2 separate regions of the Thunnus thynnus genome follow, and region 2 is linked to region 1. Evidence: chromatin contacts called from public Hi-C data. All regions are on one chromosome and are shown on one strand. Each heading gives the region's core, a stretch centred on a gene start, on an enhancer-like site or on the middle of the called end of the contact. The rest is flanking DNA. Distances are from core to core; before and after follow the strand shown. Region 1 holds the start of irx5a (iroquois homeobox 5a). Region 2 holds the start of irx3a (iroquois homeobox 3a).

The links. A called contact is a pair of places that touch in the nucleus more often than the background predicts.
Region 2: a Hi-C map of heart shows a contact between it and region 1, with 9 times the contacts expected there. The contact joins the promoter of irx3a here to the promoter of irx5a in region 1. A contact is called at or near these places in 3 of 3 Hi-C or Micro-C datasets (heart and muscle).

Annotation. Positions count from the first base shown.
Region 1 is chr1:29,257,034-29,260,085 of fThuThy2.1, reverse strand. irx5a (iroquois homeobox 5a) reads left to right here and starts at 1,791. Exons shown (of 3, transcript XM_067594767.1): 1 at 1,791-2,584. The coding sequence starts at 2,327.
Region 2 is chr1:29,467,306-29,470,590 of fThuThy2.1, reverse strand. It overlaps irx3a (iroquois homeobox 3a), which reads right to left and starts at 2,022. Exons shown (of 3, transcript XM_067594806.1): 1 at 1,495-2,022; 2 at 1-855. The coding sequence starts at 1,713.

The DNA.
Region 1 (3,052 bases), core at 542-3,041:
AAATAAAATAAAATAAAATAACGTCACTAATTCTGCATGTAAATTTGCATCAGCTCACACTGGCGTAAAATATTCTGAGATGTTTTCTTTTATATCTCAGGAGATATATCACGGACAACAATTTCACTTGAAACTTTTAACATAGATAATAATAAGGCTACATTATGTTTATTCCCCATCGTTAAACCTACATGAAGAGGGATGATTATTGTCAGTGGCAGCGGATCAGTTTGGTCCTTGTTGCAGCCGTTGTGATGAGGAAAAAGTTCCAGTAATTATTTGATTGTCTAAACACTACAGGAGGCTGTGAAACTAGGTCTCATCGTATCACTGTCATCTGATTAGGCTATACTGTAGGGTCGCTTTGTGTATCCATCCTCCTTTCTTTCTTTCTCTCTCTCTCTCTCTCTCTCTCTTCTTCTTCTTCTTTTTTTTTAAAGTCTGCGTCGGCTCCCACTGTACCAGCGTCATCATTCTTTGCTCTCTAGAGGTTTTCAGAGCGTAAAAAAACACGTGACAGTGTGTGCACACACTCTTTAGCAGCGCCTACAGCGATCCCTTTCGGCTTATCTGAGACTTGAACTGGAAAGTCAATCACCACAATGAAAATGGCTTTTTACATGTCTGAAGCAAAGTGAATAATAATCATAATCGGCTACCAATATTTTTTTTTAAAAGCTAATTTAGTGATCAAATCAGGTGCATTTATTTCTAAAAGCCCTATAATTAATCATTATTTTCCATATTGGCAATAATAATAATAATAATAACAATAATAATAATAATAATAATGATAATAACAATAATAATTAAATGCATTGAGCATCACATCAAAAATGTGTTTGGCAGACTGGCGTCTTTTGTCTATTAAATATAAAAAAGTAATTGCTGATAAGAGTGTCATGTTAAATAAATCTAGAATATAAATCTGGGATTTACAATATTTCAACATAGAAATGTATCTGCAGTGATCAAATGAGATTAGGCTACATCCACTGGTCCTGGCGGATTTGGTGTAGTTGGCACTATCTGTCCTGGCTTGAGGGTTTATGACTTTCTGGGAGTGTATCATCTGACTGCTTTTTTCAAGGATATACTGCAAAAACTATGTAGCCGTCACCACCGTAAATCCTTCTAACACAAGTGACGGCGCAGAGAAAATATACTTCTACAATTACTACATATACATGTTGGTAAGGAAAAGTTTGTTTACATTAACTATTACGATACAGCTATTCGGCCGAGTGCTGTTTGCGTCATCTTACTTTTACAGTTGTCATATATCTTACCAATGCAAAATGCGTCTGGCGTTAGGAAATCGAAGATTTTTTTCAATAGCAGTAATCCATCTGAAACTCCCATTGCGGATTTTAACACAAGTCGCGCGGAGATCACGAAGCATCAGTCTGTTGATTTAACGCGCATATTTAAAATGACGACTTTTTACGCACAAGGAAAGAATAACAAAAAGAGTGCAGCAGTGGAGCGCCTTTTTTTTTTAAATTCCTGCCGGTATCTTGCAAGCCCATATCCTGGCATACAACAGCCGATTTGTTATTGATCAAGTGTGAAAGTGGAGAAAAAAAGAAGAAAGTTGGGAGTTGACAGACTCGCGTGATGTCGCCATCCAAAGGGGGGCTGCCAGGCGCACTTAAGACTTACTGCAACGATCCTTGTTAAAGAGGAAAAAAATAGAGAAATAGACGGATTGTTAGTTAACGCGAGAGAGGGATGGAGGGGGGTGAGGAAGAAACAGAGAGCGAGCGAGCGAGCGAGCGAGAGAGAGAGAGGGGGGGGGGGGGGAGAGAGAGAGAGAGAGAGAGAAAGAGAGAGAGAGAGAGAGAGAGAGAGCATGGATTTGGGCAGGGCTGTGGTTACCCAGCACAAGCTTGCCTTTTCCTTCGGTGACTACACCCCAAGAGGAGGAGCGTAGTGTGCAGCGTAGTAGGCGTCAGGATCCTCAATTTCCAACTTAGCATCTTGGCAGGACATTTTCCCAAGCAAAGCCCCAGTCCGACGGGTAAAAAAAAAAACTTCTGCACGGGCATGAGAGCGGCGGTGCAACTCAGATAAGGGAGCAACAGAAAAACAAAACGAGACAACATATCCGACGGGCAGTGGCTGCGACCAAAATAATCCATCCAACATCTAAGCTCTTTTTTATTTTACCACTTTTACTTTTTTTGTCCTCACCGTTGTCATTTAGAAGCGGGGACAGACAGCGGGTCTGCAGACACACGGCTCTATGCGCTCCGACAGCAGCGCATGAGAAAATAAAGGGGGTAAAGTGCGCAAGTTAAGTGGCTTACACTCTCCGGGCTCCAGCATGGCGTATCCTCAGGGCTACTTGTACCAGCCGTCCGCTTCTTTAGCCCTGTATTCATGCCCTGCGTACAGCACCAGCGTTATATCGGGACCCAGAACCGAGGAACTTGGGAGATCCTCTTCGGGATCTGCTTTTGCGCCCTATGCCGGATCTACTGCGTTCACCAGCGCCTCGCCAGGTTACAACTCCCATCTACCATACAGTGCAGACGCGGCGGCAGCTGCCACATTCACCTCGTACGTGGTGAGTAAACTAAAGGTGATTATTCAGTCTAGTAAGAAGTAAAAGCGAGTATATTAAGTCGATATAGAAGCCTTAAGCTTCCACTGTGCGCTAGGAGCCAAGAGATTAAGAAGGAAATATGCGTTACTGAAGAGTGCATGGATATAAAATTACATAATGTCAGGTCCAGAAAACATGTTGTTGGATAAACAGAACTAATTTAACTGAGTAGTAGACAATTATACGGTTCTCAAGTAAATTGTAGTTTTTATGAGAAAGAGTGGGCAATGCTTTGCTTCTGCGCTCAGAACTGACTGCAACGCGCCGTGTGATGGCAATTTGGGTCATCTTTCCTATCATCTTATTCATCGTATTAGTTGCTCCAATTGGAAAACTTAAATATTGCAACTTTTGAAAAATGATGAAAGAAAATTCTGTTCTACTTTTGTTGTATTCCCAGTGAGTGATCGCAACATAAGTAATTCATAGGGACTGATACTAATG
Region 2 (3,285 bases), core at 773-3,272, 210 kb before region 1:
GAGTCTGTGAGGGGTTATTATGGTTTGGGCGGCCGGCCCTGCGGAGTTGCTGCCGTTCATTTGTGGCGATTTGCGCGGATTGTCAGGGGCCGTGGCTGTCTCTGCCAAAGACCAAATCTTTGGCTTTTGGGCTGGGGCTGGGTTGTTTTCTGAGGGCGGTGAGTTAACGGACACCGGGTTCAGTTTGAGCTGTTCCCCGTTTGGCTGGGACGTTTTGATTTCCAAAGAAGAGTGGTGATGGTGGAGGTGGTGACTGTGGAAGTGCTCTCCCCCTCTCTCCACGTCTTTACCCTCTTTCCCCACAGCCTTTAGAAACCTCTGGTCGGGCCCTTGTAAATCCTCATAGCCGTCAGAAATCTCAGAGTCACTCCTCCCGTCTAGTTTTATATCTGAATGCAGGTCGTCCTGGTCGTCCAAGTCGTCCTTGTTCTCGATATTTTCCGTGTCGATGTTCTCCAAGTCGATCTCCTCCTCGTCCTCCCTCTTGTCCCCCTCCTCCCCCTCGTGATCGCTGGGGTAAACATTTCCCTCTTCGTCGGTGCGGTTCCGGGGGGCCCAGGTCATCTTGTTCTCCTTCTTTAGCCTCCTCCTGGCGTTGGCGAACCAGGTGGACACCTGGGTGAGAGTCATTTTGGTGATGATGGCCAGCATGATCTTCTCGCCCTTGGTTGGGTAGGGGTTCTTGCGGTGTTCACTGAGCCAGGCCTTCAGGGTGCTGGTGCTCTCCCTGGTGGCGTTTTTGGGTCTGGACGGGTCACCGAACTGATATTGGCCATATGGATAAAAAGCAGGGTGATGGTGGGCAAACCCTGGGTGCTGGACACCGGGACTGTCTTTCAGTTCATACTGAGCCCCCTGCAAAGACAAAGAATCCAAGAGTCAGAGGGATTTATCAGACTTAAAAATTAATACCATAAACAAATACTTGTTCTGAAATTCTTCTTCATGACACATATTATCATGATCCCACAGTAAGCTTTGTGGATTTACAGCAATAAAACAATAATGAGGTTATCATTGAAGTGTAAACAAACAAAATGGTTAACGTATTTTTTGTCACAACTTAAATTGTTATTCACGTCCCACTAGCCTAAAAAATGAACGAAATTTTGTGATATTTTTAATTTCTATAAATCAAATACTTCGAAGGAAAGACTTCACTTTTACAAACTTATAGGCTACCCCACCTATACCTGTAAACCTCCCACAGCACTTTACACCATTTTATTCACTCTTTATTCACTCAGTTTTCTATTTTTTTCGGCTAAACCTTCAACCGAAAGCTCGATTTGTTAATGTGTTAATTTTTAACCACTTTTAACTCATTTTCACAAAACAATTCAACGACAAAGTTCACCACGGCGCTCCTAAAGTTTACACTTAAAAAGTGCCAATAAAGCTCACGTCGAGGCCCGCGTAGTTTCATCGTTTCTTTTAAAGTGTAACATGTAGACTGACTTATAAGAGACTTAACGAGAGCAAAGAGTTACTCACCAATTGATTGAAAATTGATATATCGTTTGAGTAGGGGAGAAACGCTCCATAGCCTTGCGCTGCTGCGGCGAAAGGAGATCCATACATAGTGGAGAGGACGTTGGAGAGTGCGCCGGACGGACTGAGCTCTGTCCCGGCCCGGGCATTGCTGGCGATCCCCTGGCGCTCCGGTGGGTATATCGGTCGGATGTACTGATATCCCAGCTGAGGGAAAGACATGGTGGCAGGAAAGGGGGAAAAAGTCTGCTGCAATCACACAAAGCAAGGGAATTGCCTCGATATCCACTTTTACAGTGTGAGCATGTGAGCAACAAAAGGTGCAAGCAAGGGAAGTCTATATTTCCTCGGGAACAGCCAGTGTAAACGATCCGGTTGCGCCCCTTATTTCTTCCTCTTCTTCTTCTTTCCACCCTCACTTCCCTATTGATCTGGATGGACTAAGGTCAGGTCCTTACAGATTGCTTTAGATTATTGGGACTCCCTTGCTCAGATTGACATTTCTAGTCGTTTAGAAGCCCCTCCTATTTCTCAAATCTCACCCCTCTCATGCACACCACACACCAAACAGCGCTCTCTCTCTTTCTCCCTCCCTCCCTCCTCTCTCTCTCTCTCTCTCTCTCTCTCTCTCTCTCTCTCTCTTTCTCTCTCTCTCTCCCTCTCTCGGATAAGTGCACTGACTTCGCGAGCTCTTATTTGAATGGGGTTTCAAATCTCATTTTATGGCTCGCCAATCTATTTCATTTGTTATTTGTTCTCGTCTGTCCTACCACCGTTTTTTTTGTGTTAATTCACATTTTTTTTTGTCCGTTTGCACAACTGTAAATATTTGGTGTCAGTGACTGATTAACTTTCTTTGTCTGAAGTTTCTTTTTAATACACAAATGCAGAAGAAAGTTGCCGAACCAAACTTGGAGACTCATCTCCAAGAAGGTATTGGTTAAATAAAGTAAAATTGGGGAGTAAAAGCTGAGTATAAACCGGTTTCAGCTCCTTTTCTAATAAGGGGATAGACTTTACATACACCTTTTTAAATTGACATACGTTTAAATTCTCCCAAATCTTAATGGCCAGTATCAAACGCACGTAAATCACTAACAGAAAACCTGAAAATAATTATGAAGTAATGTCTTTGTAAGTACTGTCGGTGGTCATGTTTTGCAATGACCCTATATCACAGGTTATACACACCTATTTATCGCTACATCACTGGGTGCAAGCTGTGTTTTCTTACACCGGGTTTGAGGTGTTATGGGCTCTTGGTGGCAGGCGAATCGCAGTCAATTCATTCTTTAATTTGAGACATCAAACGGGTCCCGTGTAGCCACTTGACATCAAAGAGAGAGCTGATGATAGACGCATTACACTGTTAATGAAGACTAAGTGTAAAGTAACAGCAATGATAAGTAATAAACATTGGACTGGAAAGATGTTTATTCTGGTGAAACAACACGCGGATTTCAATAAACAAAGGCAAAAAATAAATAAAATAAAAATAAATAAATAAACAAATGGAATAAAATAAAATAAAACAAATAGAATAACCATCTTAATAATAATATTAATAATAATAATAATAATAATAATAATAATAATAATAATAATTCGTGAATAAACATATGGTTCGAAGTGAGTCAACAAATAATTTAGGCTACTGTTTTTAAATGAAAGATCTTAATCCACTAAAATCCGGAAAGACCGCACCTTCAAGAAATCCATTTGATAATTTTGATTCAACCTGATGTTTCTTGTAAATAATACGGATTAAAACAAAACAAGGGAGTCAGAATTGAA